2 separate regions of the Sus scrofa genome follow, and region 1 is linked to region 2. A link is a contact called in public HiChIP or PLAC-seq data. All regions are on one chromosome and are shown on one strand. The core of a region is the stretch at or near the end of the contact, and the rest is flanking DNA. Distances in the headings are between cores, read along the strand shown. Region 1 holds the start of APLP2 (amyloid-like protein 2). Region 2 holds the start of PRDM10 (PR domain zinc finger protein 10).

What was found. HiChIP or PLAC-seq counts read pairs in DNA pulled down with a chosen protein or histone mark.
Region 1: an H3K27ac HiChIP or PLAC-seq map of alveolar macrophages shows a contact between it and region 2. The contact joins the promoter of APLP2 here to the promoter of PRDM10 in region 2. A contact is called at or near these places in 2 of 5 promoter capture datasets (fetal liver and liver), 14 of 47 Hi-C or Micro-C datasets (adipocytes, alveolar macrophages, brain and 8 more) and 2 of 2 datasets of contacts at active chromatin or transcription factors (alveolar macrophages and skeletal muscle).

The regions. Positions count from the first base shown.
Region 1 is chr9:56,796,542-56,800,536 of Sscrofa11.1, forward strand. It overlaps APLP2 (amyloid-like protein 2), which reads left to right and starts at 2,240. Exons shown (of 17, transcript XM_021063158.1): 1 at 2,240-2,476. The coding sequence starts at 2,372.
Region 2 is chr9:56,747,458-56,751,570 of Sscrofa11.1, forward strand. PRDM10 (PR domain zinc finger protein 10) reads right to left here and starts at 2,030. Exons shown (of 22, transcript XM_013979568.2): 1 at 1,906-2,030.

The DNA.
Region 1 (3,995 bases), core at 990-3,489, 49 kb after region 2:
CTGCTTCCATGCATATTTTCACAGAAACTTACACTTCATGCTTTTTAGTATCATACATTCATTTTTCATTGCATCACACAAATTGGTGAAGACAGGCTTTTTTTTTTTTTTTTTTTTGAGGACTGCACCTGCGGCATATGGAAGTTTCTGGGCCAGGGGTTGAGTTGGAGCTGCAGCTGCTGTCCTACATCACAGCCACAGCAACGCCGGATCTGAGCCTCATCTGTGAACTTCACCTCAGCTTATGGCCATGTCAGTTTCTTAACTCACTGAACAAGGCCACGGATCCAACCCACATCCTCATGGACACTAGTTGGGTTCTTAACCCACCGAGCCACAACAGAAACTCTTATAAGACAGGTTTTTAATATTCACGCTTGTTAAGGAAGGAAAGACAATTCAAATGATGAAGGCTTACCCATAGTGACTCAGCTGCACTAGTCAGTTCCGGCTGCCATAATCCAGTACAACAGACTGGGTGCCTTAAACAACAGAAATTTCTTTCTTGGTTCTGGAGGCTGGCAAGTCCTACAGCGTGGTGCTGGCCAACCTGGTGTCCCATGCTGAGGACACTTTTCCTGATCTCACTATGTCCTCACATGGGGTGGGGGTGGGATGGGGGTGGGGAAAGAAAGCAAACTCTCTGGTCTCTTATTATAAGAGCACTAATCCCCTTTGAGGGCCCTTACCCTCAAGACGTCATCTAATCCTAATTACCTCCCAAAGGCCCCATCTCTGACTACCAACCTACTGGGGGCCAGGGCTGCAACATAGGTGAATGCTGGGGACGACACAATTCAGTCCAAAGCAGCAGCTGAACTAGGACCAGTGCCACAGAAGTGGTTTCAGTGATGCTTCACAAATGTGTGATGGGGTATGGAGGGTGAGATAACCTGCAGTATGACATATATCCATATCTTGTCAGTGGCACAAGGGCTATGGAAATAACCAGGGGAACAAGTGCCATAATGGGGAACAGCACTCTGGGGATTCAGAAACAGATGGCTACCTCCAAGCGAGCACAGGAAGATGAAAATGTTTTCAACGGGTAAATGTTGGAGCGAGGACAGTGCAGGCATGGGAACGCTCTGTAGTGGAAAGGTGCGGGCTGCTTTTGGGCAGCGGGGTAGATAGAGCTGTTCAATCACAAGAACGGGCATGCCACGCAGAGGCTGGAAAATGCAGCGTTCTCCTCACCGTGTGCTCTGTGGACACTGCCTCTTCCTTTTTAGAGACTCTGGTCTCTATTTATTTGGAAACTAGCAAGGACTCTGCAGGGGGTGGTCCATAAATCACGAGGCTATTGAAAGGAAACAAAGCCAGAGGCGCCCCAGCCCTGGCCAGGCCTTGGCAGCTGAGGACCAGAGCAGCTGAATGTTTCCTGAAGTGGAAAAGCAGTGGAGCAAAAAGGCAGAGGGAAGCAGGTCTCTTGCTAGTCATCTTAGACTGAAGAAAGAAAAATGCTTTTTTCCTAAAACACACGAGGAAGGCGACCTTGGGCTTTGAGGTCCTTGCCCAGCTGGTCTGCAGTAGGAGGACGCCATCCTAGGTTCGAGTCGCCCCTGGGAAGGAAGGGTAAGGGTGAGGCCTAAGGAACAGAGGTCAAAAGCCTGGAAACACTGCGGGGGCGGAGCCCTTCAAGGAGCGACAAAAGGGCGAAGTCGGCTCCTCGCGCTGGAAAGGGGCGCGCCCTGCTCAGGGTCGAAGCGGAGGAAAGCTGCCTCATGGCAGCCCTTCCTCAGCCCAAGAGGAGGGCCTTCAGCAACCTTGCCTGGCCTCGGAACAATTCATCCTGGTTTTTAAAATCCTGTTTTTAATAAAAGATTTTCAGAACCAAAAAGAGGGCGGTACCCAAAGGAATCTGGAAAATACCCCGCAGGGGCGGGGGAGCGGGGCGTGCCCTTATCAGGCGGCAGCAGGCGAAGACACGGGCGCAGTGCGGACGGATAACTGTGCCGCGACGCTGGAGCCCGAGGCGCGCCCCCGACTGGAACCGAACCTCGGCCTCCCTTCCACCCACCCGCGCACACCCCCGCGCTCCGGGGGCTGTAGGGTCTAGGCTGGGGCGGGGCGTCAGCGGCCGAGGGGCGGGGCCTTGTGGGGGTGCGCGGCAGGGGCGGCGGGGTGCGGGCTTTTCCGTCCCCTGATTGGGTCTGGGCTGAACAAGGGGCGGGGTCTTGGGGCGGTTCTGCGGGCCAGCATTGGGCTTCGGAAATGGAGGGCGTGGGTTTGTGAAGTCAGTTCCGGTTGGTGTAAAACCCCCGGGGCGGCGGCGAACTGGCTTCAGTTGCTTCAGGGTCGCGGTAGGGAGAGCTTCGAACGTCGAGGGTGCGATTTTTGAGAGCCGACCGCAAGTGGGACCCGGCGAGGGATGGCGGCCACCCGGACCGCGGCCGCAGCTGCCACGGGCAAATTCCTCCTCTTATTGCTGCTCGGGCTGTCGGCTCCCGCTGCGGCGCTGGCCGGCTACATTGAGGTGGGGACCGGGCGAGCGCCTGAACCCTTTCTCCTGCGCCCGCCAAGCGAGTGCGGCCTGCGGGTCCGAGCCAGGGGCGCGGGGCGCGGGGAGGTGGGGGTGGTCCGGCGCTGCGGCGGTTCTGGCGCGCCTCCCGCGCCCGCCCCTGCTTGGCGCAGTGCTTAGCCCTCGAGGTCGGGCTGCCTCTGCCGCCGCAGAGGCCAAATGAAAGGCATCGAGGTTGCGGGGGGCGGCGGGCCGCCTTGGCCTCCCCAGCCCCCATCCCTCCTGCAGCGCTGCCCCATCCTCTTGGGACCCCGCGCGGCTTAGATCCCTCACCCGCCCTCCCCCGGGATCACGCGAGCCTCTGCCGTGCGCCCCGCGGTGGCCCGCAGCCCCGGACCCAGTGCGGCTGGACTCGCTCCGGGCGCGGCCGCGCAGACCCCAACCCGGGCTGGAGCAGGCAGTGCGCTCCCCGCGCGGTCTTGGGGTTTCCCACCGGGAAGCGGTGGATGCGGCCTTTGTTGGCGAGGTGGGCCGAGCGGCGGAGATGCGGGCGCCTGGGAAGTGCGGCTGTGCCCAGGCGAGCGCCTCTCGGACTGCACCGAAGCAGGCTACTGTCCCCCGCAGCGGGTGTGCCCTCTGCTTCTGTATGCCCCTCTACCCAGATCCTCCGCCCTGGCATCGGGCCTTCGGGAGAAATTGTTAAATATAGCTGTTTGCCTGCATCTAATAAACAAGGGGACCCCCACCCCCCCCTTGCTGTTGGTGTTGCTCCCTTATGTGGTGGGTTTCGGCGAGTAGGGACGGTTCTCGTTTTACGTTGTAAAAAGTCTTTGGTTTAATCTTACTTTTTTAGTATAAGTAGTTTTTCTGCAACTGATAATCCCGTAGACATCTTTGTGTCGCAAGGTGCTTAAGTGTCTGGGTTCCAGGGTGACTCGCTGGGGTGCGTGGGTCTGCGGCGTGGCCTGGACATTGCCGCTTCATAGAAGCCTTTCTGTTCCTGAGGGAGACGTGGGGCTTTATTTTTACTTGCCTTCTCCAAATAGTGCGTGAACTGTCGGACTGGAATGCGTTTCTGGTGTAGTTCATTTCCCCTCTTCACTCTTTTAAAAATTGCAGTGGATTTCTGCGTATTTGGCTAATTGCACAGGGAAGTGAGACTGGATTTGATTACCTGGGCATTGACTGACAGTAAAAACTTTGACTTATAAAAACCCCAAGTTAGAATATATTCTTCAGCAGCGTGTTTAAATATTTGCACCATCAGAATAAATCTAATCAAGAACAAACCTCCATGGAACGGCTTAAAACGTTTGTATGCATCAAAGCTTTGATTCTTTAGGGGAGAAAAAAAGTTCAGTTTTGAGTAGAATTACGGTTCATATAGGCATGCTTTTAGATTAGGATTTTTTGTGTTTTCCACGCAATTCTTATATTTATATCTGATTCCCTATATAGTGTTGCAGGGAAGTGAGCTAGATCAGTGGATGGGAGGGGGAGGAAAAAGGATTGTGTACGGAACATAGAATTTAAC
Region 2 (4,113 bases), core at 780-3,279:
CCCAAAACAAATAAGAGGAGAGCCAAGAGCCAGGGCTCAAGGAATAAACGAATAGAGATACAGGGTGGGAAAAAAGTTTCGGTTCAAAATTTTTAAATGTGCATATTTAATACTAATTCAATCACTTTAAAACGGTTTATATTATGTCAATTTCACTTCACTTTAGAAAGTAAACCCAGGCAGTTTCCACGGTAGCTCAGCGGTAAGGAACCACACTAGGATCCACGAGAAGGCGAGTTCAATCCCTGATCTCGCTCAGTGGGTTAAGGATCCGGCGTTGCTGTGAGCTGTGGCGAAGGTCGCAGACACGACTAGGATCTGGCAATGCTGTGGCGTATAGGCTGGCAGCTGCAGCTCCAATTAGACCCCTGCCTGAGAACTTCCATATGCAGCAGGTGCGGCCCTATAAAGAAAGAAGGAAAAAAAAAAAAAAAGCCCAGAAGTTACTTTGTAAACGTATCAGGTTGAATCAACATTGCTTTAAGCAGAGCTTGCCTCGATCTTTTTTAATTTAGTTTTTTTCAATTTAGAACATCATATAAGTACAGTTCCTCAACACAGAAGCGCTTGCGGTGCTGGGGGTGGAGTGGGCAGTGTACCAAAAACACACACAGTACACCTTCCTGCCTTCAAAGAGCTTACAGCAAAAGGTGGAGAAACAAAGGAATGCGTCAGAAAAAGAGGCCGCAAACCCTCACGAGTGATTTGTTTTTTATGAAGTGCTTCTGAGTTTAAAGAACTTTGGGGGACGACCAGCCGGGCAAGATTTGAATAGGCTTCGAATGGCACATGGCCCAGCTGGGTGCGAACCCTCTCAAGCTTGATCCTCGACTTCAGACCTAGAAGGAGCCAGCCTTGTGCTTAAACGTACACAAACATTGACTGAAAATTGATCGGAACCCAACCAACCCGCCAAACAAGGCTAAGCACGAACGCACACAAAATTCGACAAATCTGCGTTCACTTGACTTAGCAGAGCACCCGAGATGTGGCCACAGGCTAAAAAGTGCTTAAGCAAAGCTGACGATAGGCTGGCAACTCAGTACCGCCAACCCGCTTCCCAAAGGCCTGTGGCTCAAGCCTCCGCACCCGTCCCCGCCGCCCCAGAGCAGAGGTGGACCTCGGCCTGCGCCCTGCCCACCGCGAACACTGTCCACCAAGAATGCCCCAAACGGGCCATCCATCCCTCGCCGGGTCCCGGGACGCCAACTTGTGCATAAGGAACTAGGAGCCAACAATCAATGGCAAGACGGTGGCGCGGCCTCCCGAGACAAAGCAGGGAACCCAGACCACTGAGCCCGCCGGCCCCTAGTCCAACGCCGCGCCGCCGCCCCCGCGCCCGCCAGCTGAGACCGCCTGCTGCACCCCGAGCGCCCGCCGCACCCCAAGCGCCCGCCCAACCGCCGCCGCAGAAGCGTGCAGGGCGCCCAACCGCCGTCCCGGCCCAACCAACGCGGGCAGGGGAGGAGAGGTGCGCGCGGCCGGCGGAGCGTGCGAGCCGCTCGGGGGTCGCAGGGGGGAGGCTGCGCGCGGGGAAGGCAGGGCGAAGAGGCGCCGGAGCCATGGCTGAACACAGCGCCAGGAGGGGCTCGGGTAGGGGATTTTGCCCCTTTCCCCTTGGAAGGTGCAGATGGTTTGACCCCCCACCCCGAGTGAGGTGCCTTGTCCCAGCCCCGGCTGGACTGTACCATCGGGCGGTGCCGCCGGGATTTCTCCCCCCCACCACCATCACCAAGCTCCCCCCCCACCCGGGTCCGCGGTCGGTTGGCCCCGGCCGGGCTCTGAGACGCGGAAAGAGCTTGGCGCCATTTTGGGTGGGACTAAGCAAAGACGAAACACCCTCCCAGTCGATGGGGTACTCTGGACGCTGGCTTATCCGGTTCCCTTAATCCTTTAGGTACTTACACGACGTTGGGTGAGGGGAGCTGGTAGATCAGCGGGTCCCCGATCCTCTCTCCCTAGGGGTGATGGAAATCAAACCCCCCCGCCACCTCCAGGTGGTTCTTCCCGCCGCAGAGTGGGAGCAGCATAAAAGGCGGGGCTTCATTAGCATAATCTGCCTGGCAACCTGATCTCGGCGTTATATGATTGGTTGAACTCTGTAAACTCCTTGCCCTGCCGAAAGACGAGTAACGCTGGGGCGAACTGACAGGCCCAGATTTAAGACTCATGACGAAGATCCTGAGACGCTTATTCAGTCGGTGGAGAAGCCAAAAGGAGATTCACACAATGGCCCAATGGCTGAAGGCCTCTTTATTTCGTGCTCTGCTGTTCGTTTAAAATCCAATCAAAGAGCGGGTTTCGGGCAGCGTTCGCCTGCGTTTGTGCTCTAAGCCAATCAGAAGAGCCGACTCTTCGGATTCAGGGTCAAGACAGCTCACCGGGACCCGCCGTGGCCCAGGTGGGAGAGTTCCAGCCTCTGTTCTTCGGGTGGCAGCTCGCCAGCCTCAGTGCCCCAAGTGGGAGGAGGGACTGCAAGTCTGTCGGGTGTCAAGCCTTCCCCGCACGCACCCGAGAGCCCTAGCCCTGAGAGCTGCATCCCGGGACACGGTGGGCCAAGCGCACGCCCGCCTGCTCCGGCCTCTGCTGCCAAATCCACGCCACGAGCGGGACCCGAGCGGAGCCGGCCCACGGCGTCTAAACTCAACCCTGCAGACCCAGGGAGCGCCGGTCTGAGTCTCTCCTTTCCTTTTACCATTCTGAAAAATTTCACAAACATGAAGTGTTACGAAACACTGGTTAACCAAAGACTTAGCTCTGTTTTCTTAACCTCAGGCTCCCACATCGTACCGTCCCTCAAAACTGCCTCTGCAAAGGAGCCAAGTGCAGAGAAATGAGCTCAGACTCTACAATAAAACACCAGCTCTAGTTCCCCACCCCTAATATGAATAGCAGCTAGAACTTGAAGAGACCTAGAGCCTTTCCACGTACAGGGAACAATTATCCCATCCATGACATCTACCTTGCTATGTTGTTTAGAAGACTAAGTGGGATTTACATGTAAAATACTTAGCACACTAGAATCTAAACGGATAAAAGTGTTAACGGCGATAGGAGTTTCCTTGGTGGCTCAGAGGTTAACGAACCCGAGTAGCATCATGAGGATGCTGGTTCAATCCCTGGCCTTGCTCAATGGGTTAAGGACCTGGCGTTGCAGTGAGCTGTGGTGTAGGTCGCAGACAAGGCTCGGATCCAGCGTTGCTGTGGCTCTGGTGTAGGCTGGTGGCTACAGCTCCGACTGGAGCCCTAGCTTGGGAACCTCCATATGCCAGTGAGGCCCTAGAAAGACAAAAAAAAAAAGACAAAAAAAAAGTGTTAACGGCGATAAAACATGCAAAATTGCTAAACTACTGGCTAACCAACAAAAAAAAAAAAGTACAATTAAGCAAAACAATAGAAAACAACGTGGGTGAAGGAGAGGAGGATGTAAAATTTATTCAATAATATTCCTTTTGCTGTTTTATTTATTTATAAAACTGGAGGAGTTCCTGCCCTGGCACAGTGGGTTAAGAATCCGGCTGCAGCGAGTCACTGCTATGGCACTTGTTCAATCCCTCTCTTGTCGCAGTGGGTTAAAGGATTTGGCCTTGCCACAGCTGTGGCATAGGTCACAACTACTAGTGGGATTGAGTCCCTTGCCCAGGAACTTCTATATGCCAAGGTGCAGCAATTTAAAAAAATATACGTATTAACTATTAAATTTGTACACAGAACTCTCTCCTATACAAGTATTGAATATGGACTATGTACCAATCACTGTTCTAAACAGTGAGAATGGGAATAGAGAACCAAAAGCAAAAAGCTTCTGCTAGAGTTCCCGTCGTGGCGCAGTGGTTAACGAACCCGACTAGGAACCATGAGGTTGCGGGTTCGATCCCTGCCCTTGCTCAGTGGGTTAACGATCCGGCGTTGCCGTGAGCTGTGGTGTAGGTTGCAGACGCGGCTCGGATCCCACGTTGCTGTGGCTCTGGTGTAGGCTGGCGGCTACAGCTCCGATTCTACCCCTAGCCTGGGAACCTCCATATGCCGCGAGAGCGGCCCAAGAAAATGGCAAAAAGACAAAAAAAAAAAAAAAAAAAAAAAAAAAAAAGCTTCTGCTCTCATGGAGCTTGT